Linked DNA regions of Mus musculus: region 2 is linked to region 1. The links are chromatin contacts, called in public HiChIP or PLAC-seq maps. All regions are on one chromosome and are shown on one strand. Each heading gives the region's core, a stretch centred on a gene start, on an enhancer-like site or on the middle of the called end of the contact. The rest is flanking DNA. Distances are from core to core; before and after follow the strand shown.

Evidence for each region. HiChIP or PLAC-seq counts read pairs in DNA pulled down with a chosen protein or histone mark.
Region 2: a contact with region 1 is called in an H3K27ac HiChIP or PLAC-seq map of embryonic stem cells, with 20 read pairs. The contact joins the enhancer-like site here to the promoter of Ttf1 in region 1. A contact is called at or near these places in 1 of 39 promoter capture datasets (macrophages), 1 of 15 datasets of contacts at CTCF or cohesin (CD8 T cells), 6 of 484 Hi-C or Micro-C datasets (CD4 T cells, CD8 T cells, memory CD8 T cells and 1 more), 9 of 115 datasets of contacts at active chromatin or transcription factors (the 230-238 cell line, CD8 T cells, the SCID.adh cell line and 3 more) and 3 of 9 other capture datasets (adipose tissue, liver and pancreatic islet).

What each region holds. Positions count from the first base shown.
Region 1 is chr2:29,056,544-29,062,221 of GRCm38.p6, reverse strand. It overlaps Ttf1 (transcription termination factor, RNA polymerase I), which reads right to left and starts at 1,959. Exons shown (of 12, transcript NM_009442.2): 1 at 1,919-1,959.
Region 2 is chr2:29,099,528-29,105,479 of GRCm38.p6, reverse strand. No RefSeq gene overlaps it. Among named protein-coding and RNA genes, the nearest start is that of Setx, 22 kb to the left of the region's middle. Within about 2 kb of position 4,644, at least 106 of the 459 cell types and tissues checked have an H3K27ac peak or open chromatin away from gene starts, as enhancers often do. A contact at or near this core is called in the SCID.adh cell line, adipose tissue, embryonic stem cells and 4 more, where this site is marked.

The DNA.
Region 1 (5,678 bases), core at 710-3,209:
TCTGACCTGTAGTTTGTTTTACTAACAGACTCGGAACCAATCTCTCTCTCTCTCTCACTCACTCACTCACTCACTCACTCTCTCTCTCTCTCACTCTCTCTCACTCACTCACTCACTCACTCACCAGAGGCTTCAGCCAACCTAGATGCTAAGCACCTTTCCTATAGAAGGTACCTAACATACTGGGCAGTGCACAGCAGCTGTAAAAACTGTGTTTTGGAGGGAGGAGGCCATGAAAGAACACTTGAACCTACAAGGCAGTTCCTTCACCTTCCATGGGGTACCAGAGCTCTGTTTTAGACCTTCCTCCCTCAGAAATATCCCCCATCTGGAAAGTGGTACCTAGGGACGCAGGGGACCCTTTCAAAGACTTTGCAAGGTATGACACAGCAGGAGTGAACTAGGGCTAAGGATCTAAGACAGTCTTACATAATCACTGTAGCCCCAGAACCTAATCTGGTTCTGCTTAGTAGTTTTCATTTTTTTTGGCATGAATTAATGCTTTCCTTTTGGCTGTCCCTGTGCTGAGAACAGAAGGAAAACCCACAAGTGGGCAGTTGGGCTGTATTAAAATCACGGCTGGAACCAGAACACTCTCCAGAACAAGTTCTGTTTCTCTAGACCCGAGTGTCCCCTAGGGTAGCTACTAGCCAGATGAAGTTATTGAACACTTGAAATGGCGTAGGACCAAACTGTAAAACGGAAATGGATATGCTAGCCATCCATCAGTCTCTTCCCTGAGCACCACTGCCAGAGCTCCCCTGGTTCCTGACCCTCCTAGGAGTCATCATTAGGAGTCGGGTCCCTATTTTCCTCCACATCCTTATTGTGATAACACATTTAGTTACTCTTTTATTGGGGGCTTTTGTTTGTCTTTTAAAGCTGTTGAGCTCTTTTTGGGCCCCAGAGAAATTTTTGCCAAGGGCTGAGGTCACTTCGGTAACAATTAATTACAACCACTTTTCCTGAACCTTGTTTGTAATTAAGAAAAAAAAAAAGGATTATATTTTGTGTGTATGAATGCACCTCCTGTCTGCTGGGTGCTCGTGGAGGTCCCTAGAACTTAAGTCATAAATGGGTGTAACCTACTATATAGAACTGGCTGCTGGGAACCAGGCCCAAGTCTTCTACACAAGCAACAAGTGCTCTTAGCCGCTGAACCATCTCTTCACACCCTTACCCAATCTTGAGGAACGAGAGGGATTTATGCATTAGAGCTTAATTATTTATCCTCACTAAATGCGCAGGAAAAAGGGTGTAAGTGGAGAAGCTAAAAGTTTAAACTCCGGTCCTATGTTTGTGCAAGTATTTTACTTGCTAAGCCATCTCCTCAACCTCAACTCTTTTGTCTGTTATTCTTCGTGTAAAATCAACATCCTTTCAGACCTCCAGGGCCTTCAGGTCCTCATAACAAGGTCTGGCCCTTGCAGTTCATTTCTTGACATCCTCTGTCTTGGGAAGTGTTCCGATTTCCTAACGGCCTCGCGATGCCGTTAAGCCCGATGACTAGCCTCGGTGCGAAAGCCACTTTATCAGGGTACAGTCACGGACTCCAAACTGGGTCCCACCGTCCCTTCCGCACAAACTTCCCAAACAGCCCGGCAGTTTCTCGAGAAGCGCTCAGCTTCAACTACGGAGCGGAAAAGCGCCTAACCCACTAACCCCACTTCCGGCCCCGCGCAACCTCCGCTCACCACCCTAGCTTCTGACTGACCCTGCTCTGTCCCGGGCCGGCGACCGGAGGAACAGACTAGAAGGAACCCGCGGGCCGCGGCCTGGCTCCCAGGCCCCCACTGCCCCCGGCGGCGAGGAACAGGCACAACCGCCTCAGGCCGCAGCCTCACTCGGAACGTGGCACCAGCGCAGCCGCCCGCCACACTTGGGGCGCAGAAACTCAAGGAAAGCTCATCCAACCTACCCAGCGACAATGTAGCGCTCGTCTTCCAACCCGGAAGTGTTGTTAGGCGGAAATACTGTACTGACTTCCGGCCAGCTGCGCATCCGGCTGCCATAGTAACATGGAGGCGCGCAAGGATTGGACGCATGCGTAGTTGTCTATCTATGGTCGTGACGCTACGTATAGGATAGAGAAAAAGAGTGCCCTTCTAATTAAGCAACCCAGGCAAATCCCAGCCCTCCAGAAGCACAGGCAGGTATATGTGAGCTTGAAGCAAGCCTGATCTACAAAGAGAATTTGAAGCCAGTCTATACAGTGAGACTCTCATAGTAGTAGTAGTAGTAATAATAATAATAATAATAATAATAAGCCAAAACTTAGCTTATAAGCAGCCAGGCAGTGGTGGCACATGCCTTTAATCCTAGTAGAGGCAAGGCAGATCTATGAGTTTGAGGCCTGGTCCAGGACAGTCAAGGCTACACAGAAAAACCCCATCTCGAAAAGAAAAAAAAAAGTGAAAAATGTAATTGAGCCATCAAATTAGAGCTAATATCTATACCACTGGAACGTTAAAACAGTTACATTTTTGTGTGGTGATCATAAAAGTTGAAAGCTTTTCTCTTGTTTATTTGAGACAGGGTCTCATGTAGCCTAGGGTGCCTTCAAACTCACCATGGACTTCTCATTCCTTTGCCTCTACTTTCAGTACTGAGATAACAGGCAGGTACCATCATACCAGGTTTTATGCTGTGCCAGGGACTGATGCATGCTGAACAAGCACTCTACCAACTGAGCCGTATAGCAGCCTAAAAGCTGTCTTCTTGACTCTTACAACAATCCTATGTTGTGGGTATCTGTATTAGGTAATACTGTCTCAGTCCCTTCTTTTTTTTTAAAGATTTATTTATTTATTATATGTAAGTAAGTACACTGTAGCTGTCTCCAGACACTCCAGAAGAGGGCGTCAGGTCATGTTACAGATGGTTGTGAGCCACCATGTGGTTGCTGGGATTTGAACTTCGGACCTTCGGAAGAGCAGTCGGGTGCTCTTACCCACTGAGCCATTTCACCAGCCCTCAGTCCCTTCTTGTAGTGGGAAAATTTGAGGCTTTTGGTAAGATGATCTATCTGGTCCAGGGTTCCAATCCATGCTTTCCCCTCTACTATTCTTCTTTTCTTCAAACTACTGTGGGTTCCTCTGTGTGAGCTACTAAGCACCTTTGATTAAAATGGGCTGGAGAGATGGTTTAGTGGTTAAGAGCACTTACTGCTTTTCCAGAGGACCCAGGTTCAGTTCCCAGCACCTATGAGGTGGCTTACAGCTGTCCATAAGTCCAGTTCCAGGGGATGGGCTCCAATGCCCTCCTCTGACCTCTCGGGCACTGGGTGTATACATATGGTAGACATGCATATCATGTGCAGGCAAAACACTTATATACATTAAAAAAGTAAATCTTGAGGAAAATACCTAAAAAAAAATAAAATTAAATAAAAAAAAAGTAAATCTTTAAAAAAATGCACAATTTGCCAGCTGTAGTAACAAATGCCTGTAATTCCAGCATTTGTAATGCTGAGGCAGGAGGATCACAGGTTTGGGTTACATAGTGAAGCAATCTGGAAAAACTGTAAGCAAACACACCGAGTCAGGCTTGTCTGAGCAGCTGGAAGTTTGCGCTGTCTGCTTTGGTACTGACAGTGTCCACTGCTGGTCGGTAAAGCCTTGACATTCAGAGTTCAGATTGGTTATCAGTGTGTCTTGCTCCATGATGAACTCAGGGCCTTGTGGAAGTGGGTGTTTTTGCATTTAGTGCTGAAGATGGATCAGTGAACTCACATATACTGCATATATGTGGGGCATAGACTTTCCTGTAGGCCAAAACCCATATGAGTACAATAAAATAAAGCATTTCACAGAAAGAATTCTTTCTTTTTCAAAATTTTATAAATTTAATGTGCATTGGTGTTTTGCCTGCATGTGTGTTTGTGAAGGTGTCAGATCCCCTGGAATTGGAGCTATAGACAGTTGTTGTGAGCTGCCATGTGGGTACTGGGAATTGAACCCAGGTCCTCTGGAAGAGCAACCAATAACCATTGAGCCTCTAAAAAGAATTCTTATTTTTCATATGTCTGCATAATAGACATCATTACTGTACCACATTAAAATCCATGGACATGGAGCAGGAGAGACAGCTTATTGGTTAAGAACACTTGTTTGGGGCTGGCAAGATGGTTCAGCAGGTAAGAGTACTGACTGCTCTTCTGAAGGTCCTGTGTTCAAATTTCAGCAACCACATAGTGGCTCACAACCATCCATAATGAGATCTGATGCCCTCTTCTGGTGCGTCTGAAGACAGCCACAGTGCACTTATTTATAATAATAAATAAATCTAAGAAGAAGAAAAACAAGAACACTTGTTTGCCCTTGCAGGGGACCCAGCACCCACATGGTAGCTCACAACCATCCATAACTCCAGTTCCATGGGATCCAACAACCTCTTCTGACTTCTGCAGGCTTCAGACAAGACATAGGTACATAAACACATGTGCAGGCAAAATACTCATACACATAAAGAAGTCTTTAAAAAGTTTTTATAAAGGAGCTCTGGACACTCAAAGCATCATTACACACACGTTTGTTTAGTGGGGCACTCAGGCATCAGAGGCAAATGGATCTCTGAGTTCCAGGCCAGTTTGGCTTACACTGTGAGTTCCAAGCCAGTTAGGGCTACATAGCTCTCATAATCAGTAGACATAGTGAGGACCTGGCCCTGTCCGAAAGTGCCCTTGACAGTTAATGGTTGTTGGGGACCAGGAGGACTTTATGCCTTAGTGTCAGTCACCCCCACCCATGCTTAGGTCAGCAACCCTAATTGAATTCAGTGGGGCACAAAATAAGATCTGAAAGTGGAAGAGGGACTTGCTGACAAGAAGAGGGAGTTCAGCAATTGGGGAGAGGGAGAAGGAAAAGATATGAACAAAGCTCATTATACACATGCACAAAATTATTAAATGTTTTAAGAAAAATACCCTCAAAAGAAAATGCCCTTTATGCAGGGTGAAGTCTTTAGGGTTTCCAGCAGTTTGAATGAGAATAGCCTCACCTATTTAAACACTTGCCTTCCAGTTGGTGATGATGTTTGGAGAGGTCTAGAGGTGTAGGCCTAGATGAAGTAGGCCACTCACTGGGGTTTAAAAGCCTCCTGCTATTCCCAGTGTTCTTTCCCTCTCCCTCCTGTCCCCTCCCTCCCTTCATCCTGCATGATTGGGGAGTTCAGGATGTGAGGTGTCAGCAAACTTTTCCAGCCACCATGCCTGCCTGCCACAATGGACTGTATGCCTTTAGAACCATCCAAAGGATTGTAAATATGGGCAACATCCTCAGGTTTTTATTGAATCCACTGTATTCAGTTAAAATGACATGCATATGAGTATTTTCTTTCGTATATCTTTGTATGGCATGTATGCACCTGGTGCCTCTTGGAGGCCAGGATTACTGATGGTTGTGATGCATTAACTGGGTACTGGGAATTGAACCCAGGTCCTTGGCAAGAACAGCAAGTCTTCCTCAGTCCTGAACCATTTTTCTTGTCCCCCTGCCCCCCCCCCAATTTTTGACTTTCTGGTAGGATTGAATTTTTTTTAATTAAAAAAAAATTGTGTTGTAGGTTAATAGATCCTTAAGGATAATCTCAGATGCCATTTCCAACTGGGTCTTTATATTTGTTTATTTGGTATGTGTGTGTGTTCATGTGTGCCACAGCATTCTCGTGCAATTCGGGGG
Region 2 (5,952 bases), core at 3,395-5,894, 41 kb before region 1:
TCAGATGGTGGTAATGCCCGCCAAGTGACAAGCAGCTAGCTGACTTCAAAGTCAAAGCTGGAGTCAGCAGTGGGGCTTCTACTACCCCTAACTGTGTGGGTACACAAACAAAAAGTCATCTCTCTGAACAGCTCCTTAGTGTAGGCCCTCCACTGGCTCGGCCCATGATGGCCAGAGAGTTCATCTCTAATCTTTTTTTTTTTTTTTAAGATTTATTTATTTATATGTAAGTACACTGTAGCTATCCTCAGATACCCCAGAAGAGGGTATCAGATCTCATTACGGGTGGTCGTGAGCCACCTTGTGGTTGCTGGGATTTGAACTTGGGACCTTCGGAAGAGCAGTTGGTGCTCTTAACCACTGAGCCATCTCACCAGCCCTCATCTCTAATCTTAACAGAGACTCGCTCAGCCTTCGTCCAGTTTCTGCCATGGTCCAATTAAAAAATGTTAAGTAATTTGAAGGCTTCTTCCTGTCTTAGAAATCCTTCTCACTCTTCCTTGGGAGTTTCTCTCACACCTTGATTTTCCTTCATCGTATTTCTCTGTAAAGCTTCTTAAGAACGTTTGATTTGCTTCTGAATGCTGCTTTGCTGTCAGAGTCTGTGCCCTTAACACAGTGGAGCTGGGCCTGTTGGTGAAAGCAGGGGTGAGCTAGCCCAGAGGGTGTGAGAGTGAAAGAGCTAAACCAGCCTCTCACAAGCTGCAGCACTTGGGAGAGTGGGCCCTGCACCTTGACTGGACAGCACAGTGGAGCTGGCTCTGGAGGCACGAAAGTGGGTGAGCCGGCCCTGAGAGCATGAGAGCTGGAGAGCTGACCCTGCCTCCTGCTGATGGTGGCACTGGTGGCCTAGCTGAGGTAGTGCTAGGGAACTCACCCTGGTGGTAGATAAAGGAGAGTCAGTGGGCTGACCAGTTCTGCTATCACCCAGGCCCAAGTCCAGGGCTCTGAATTGGTCCACCATAAAATCTATATCATCTGCATATGTTTTCATTTATGAAAGGGCCATTCCTAATGATCCAAAACTGCAGACTCTCCATGACACTGGGCAACAACAGGATAACTGGGAAGAGTTTCAGGGAGGATATATATATATATATATATATATACATATATATATATATATATACACACATACACACACACACATAGTGTCACAGAAGCCAGAGATCTTGAACTAGGCCAATAACTCATTGCCTCAATGAACATTTCCAATGAAGATTTGTGGACAGAGGAATATCCCGTGGGAAATTGTGAAATAGCACAGGTTCCATGATGAGGTGTTTTCTATGGTTTGGTTTTTTTGTTGTTTGTGTGTTTTATTTCGGGGGGGGGGTGCAAGGGCAAAGGATGGATATAAGGGGACAGGGAGATGAGCAGGACTGGGGTGAATGATGTGAAACTCACAAAGAATCAAAAAGTTTAAAGAAAGTTTCATTGACGTGGAACAATGAACTCAGAGCCACTGTCTCAAGCTGACTTTTGTTGACGATTGAGTATCAGGCACCTTGGGACCCAGGGCTAAGCCCAACTGGAACAAAAAAGGTCACAAAAACTCGAAACCTGTATCATCTGCGTCAGGAAGACACTTCCTAATTCATCCCACGAGGCATCATGATACACCAAACTCAAAAAGACATGTCACAAGAAAACACTAATGTGTCATAAATAATGCATATTTTATAATCAAATCTGCCAATTTATGTTTATACTTCATGAGCTTAATCTATTTAAATTTGATATAACAAGATCTGCTAAATTTTCTTTTCTTTCTTTTTTTGTGTCATATGCAGTGGAAAATTTCTGGTTTCCTTGGCAACTCAGTTGATTGGACTAGACTGCTGGTGTCCTGACAATGAAGAGTGGAATTACCACAAAGAACTACTTTTAAACAGGTCCATAACCCGTTCCTATAAACCTTCTTTCCCCACTACCTCTGATGGAGGGGCTAGAAGGGAGGGTAAATGATGGTGGTGCACACCTTTAATCCCAGCACTTGGGAGGTAGAGGCAGGTGGATTTCTGAGTTCGAGGCCAGCCTGGTCTACAAAGTGAGTTCCAAGACAGCCAGGGCTATACAGAGAGAAACCCTGTCTTGAAAAACCAAAAAAAAAAAAAAAAAAAAAGAAAAAAAGAAAAGAAAGAAAGAAAAAGAAAATCTAAGCCTACAGTCATATTGAAAAAGTATAACGTAAAAACAAAAATTCTAGGCCTTTAGGCCCATGCTTGAGAATGTGACCTTTGTGACTCAATACTCCAAGGCATGCTAATCATAAAACAGATAGCAACATTCCTTCACCCACCCTCTTCCTGTGTTCAGGAAGTGTTCATTCAAAGAAAGTCACCCTGACCCACCCTGACTGTTGCTGGAACCCGCTATGCAAAGGTGCTATTGTTAGAGGCTCCTAGAAAACTGTCTTGACTTTCCACTTCCTCGTGACTCTTAACTGGTATTTTTGGTATTTTCCAACCACGCCCTTCCCACCCCCTTGAGTTGTGGTTTCTTCCTTTAAATACCCCCTTACCCAACTACTCAGGGTGCCATGGTCCTCTACCCCTGCATGGTGTATGACTGTAGGCCCGAGAGCGCTCTTGAAATAAAAAGTCCTCTTGCAGTTTGCAACAAGACCTTGAGTGATTTGGGGTGTCACCTCTCTGGAGTCAGAACGTTGTGGGTCTTTCAATATCTCCCCCCCCCCCCCCCCCCCCCCCCGCTTACTTTTTGTTTTTGTTGAGACAGAGTCTCATTATTTAGCACTGACTGGCCTGGAAATTACTATATAGATCAGACTGGCCTCAAACCCACATAGATCTGCCTGCCTCTGCTTTCTCATTGCTGGGATTAAGGCATACACCACCATAAACAGCCAATTTTGCTCAACTCTTCCATTACTGCTTTCACTTTTGTTTTGGTTTTGGTTTTTTGGGTTTTTTTTTTGTTTTGTTTTGTTTTTCGAAACAGGGTTTCTCTGTGTAGCCCTGGCTGTCCTGGAACTCACTCTGTAGACCAGGCTGGCCTCGAACTCAGAAATCTGCCTGCCTCTGCCTCCCAAGAGCTGGGATTAAAGGTGTGTACCACCACTGCTCAGTGGGGGGTAGGAGGGGGTGGGAGGGGGAAGGGAGGAAGAGAGAAAAAGAAGCAGAGATTGATGTTGGGTGTCTTCCTTGATTGAGCTCCACCTTAGTTTTTGAGACAGGGTCTCTATTGAATAATTCAGGTAGAATGGTTGACCACCAAGTTCCAGGGATCTCTCTGTCTTAGCCTGGTACTGGGATTACAGACAGATGCTGGTGCACCCAGTTTTGTTTTGTTTTGTTTTGTTTTGTTTTGTTTTGTTTTGTTTTGTTTTGTTTTGTTTTAAGATTTATTATATCTAAGTACACTGTAGCTGTCTTCAGATGCACCAGAAGAGGGCGTCAAATCGCATTACGGATCGTTGTGAGCCACCATGTGGTTGCTGGGATTTGAACTCAGGACCTTAGGACGAGCAGTCTTAACCACTGAGCCATCTCTCCCGCCCTTATAATTTTTTTAAAGGTTTATTTCTTTTCTTTTTTTTAAAAAAGATTTATTTATTTATTATATGTAAGTACACTGTAGCTGTCTTCAGACACTCCAGAAGAGGGCGTCAGATCTTGTTACAGGTGGTTGTGAGCCACCATGTGGTTGCTGGGATTTGAACTCTGGACCTTAGGAAGAGCAGTCGGGTGCTCTTACCCACTTACCCACTGAGCCATCTCACCAACCCAAAGGTTTATTTCTTATTGATATGAGTACACTGTAGCTGTCTTCAGACACACTAGAAGAAGGCATCAGATCCCATTATAGATGGTTGTGAGTTACCATGTGGTTGCTGGAAATTGAACTCAGTACCTCTGGCAGAGCAGTCAGTGTTCTTAACTGCGGAGCCATCTCTCCAGCCATCTCTCTCAACTATGCAAAAATAAGGATACAATATGAATTATATGAGTGGCTTCACAAATCTAAAGGAACAAAGGTAGCTGCATTAATGAGCCAGCTTGTCAGAAAGATACAAAGGCAGGCAGATTCCTGAGTTCAATGTCAGCTTGGGACAAAGTCCAGGACCAGGTAGGGCAGAAATGGTAATTTCATGTCTGTGTCCCACCCAGCTAGCTCATTGACCGTGCTAAGCAGAGGGAGGCAGATCTCTGAATTCTTTTTTTTTTTTTTCCAAGAGAACAAAACTTTATTCATGTTTGGAGGCTAAGATGAGATGGCTCAGTGGTTGTTCTCCCATAGCACCTTGGTTCATTCAATAGCACACACATGGCAGCCCATGTCCAGTTCCAGGGAATCTTCATCTGGATTCCGAACACACTGATACATACTACACATTCATGGAAGAATGTCTATTACAGTAGTAGATAGGATCTGTGAACGGTGCCCACAGGGGAGATCGCGGAATTCTTTTGCAAAAGTGAAAGCAAAAGTATGGGGCTGGGCCACAGGATGCTGATTCATAGGATAACCGAAGGGAACCTGGAATAAACGACTGGATTGATATGTAAAATAAAAGACTGGGCTTGTGGTCTACAAGTTAGCCAGGGAATTTTGCAGGAGAGAACTGCTTGGAGAACTGAGAACAGAGAGAGCTGTCTGGAGATCTCTAGAGAAAGCAGATGAACAGAGAGAAGGCAGGCTGGGACCCTGTCTCCAGCAGAGCCTAGGCCACCAGCTTGGAGCCAGGATTTGACTTCGAGGCAGTTGTTTGTTTCTGCTGCGCCCAGGCATCCCTTCTTTCAGAAACTGTTTACCCGTGGCAGTTCATATGTATGGGGGTGCCGGAGGCCAGCCCCAGGGATGGCCAGGTCCCAGAGGGGAGGTAAAGAGTTGGTGAAGGAGGATTGAATCAGCAAAGCTGAAGACTCTTGCAGCTCTGACTGACTAGCAATCAGGTTGCTTCTTTATTTATATAGATCTCATAAAATAATGACAGAGGCATGATTTCCCAAGAAATACAAATCATATCATTTTTTCCCTGCACATGTGTTTGATTTTTTCATTGCAGGTCTGAAGTTGCAGATTCAGTTACAATTACCAAGTTCAGAAAGAACAGGTGTGATTTTTATTATCAGACCTATAACCCAATTTCAAGGAATCTGAGTTTTTCTGCCAAAGCATGCATACTTAATATACTGCACCCTATTCTTAGTCTGGCAGCATTTATAATTTCAAAGCACTAGACAAATGTGTGTGATTTTAAAAAGCACATGTCCTCCTAGCCTGGTCTCCTTGCCCAGTGCTGCGGCCCCTCACGACTTAGCTCCTACATCCTGCCTGATCCTCTGGCTGAGGCTGCTAGGCCCCCCAACAACCGTCCCTCCTGAGAATGCCTGGAGCCTGCCCACCTGAGTCAACACAGATGGAAAACATCAGACAGACTTAATATTTTAAAACTAGGCAGATAACACAACCACTGGGTGCGGAACCTATCGTCCTAAACTCATCAGCCTGCCTCTGCCTCCTGAGTGCTGGGATTAAAGGCGTGTGCCACCATGCTGGGCACTCATCAGCTCTCTTATATCAGAATTCTTCCGGTAGCCTACATGGTGTCTGTGCTCCAGGCCCAAAAGCCCCTTTCTAGATCTTGTCTCCGCCTCTTCCTCCTGGAACCCGGAAATCGCGTCTCTAAATCTTCGCCCTATGATTGGGCGAAAATCTGCCTGCCTCTGCCTCCCGAGTGCGAGTGCTGGGATTAAAGGCGAGTGCCACCCCCCCCCACCCACCCCCCCACCCCCGCAGAAGGGGAGGTCTTAATTCTTCATTCTGTTGTCAGGTATCCTCACCATTCTTTGTCCATCACTCTAAGCCCCTGTGTAGTGCAGAGATGGCTCCAGCCTATCTTTGTTGCTATATCTTTTTCTGGAAGGCCATACTATATGCAGCTCTCGATCTTATATACCACACAGTTGCCGGAGGGTAGAGTAGGAA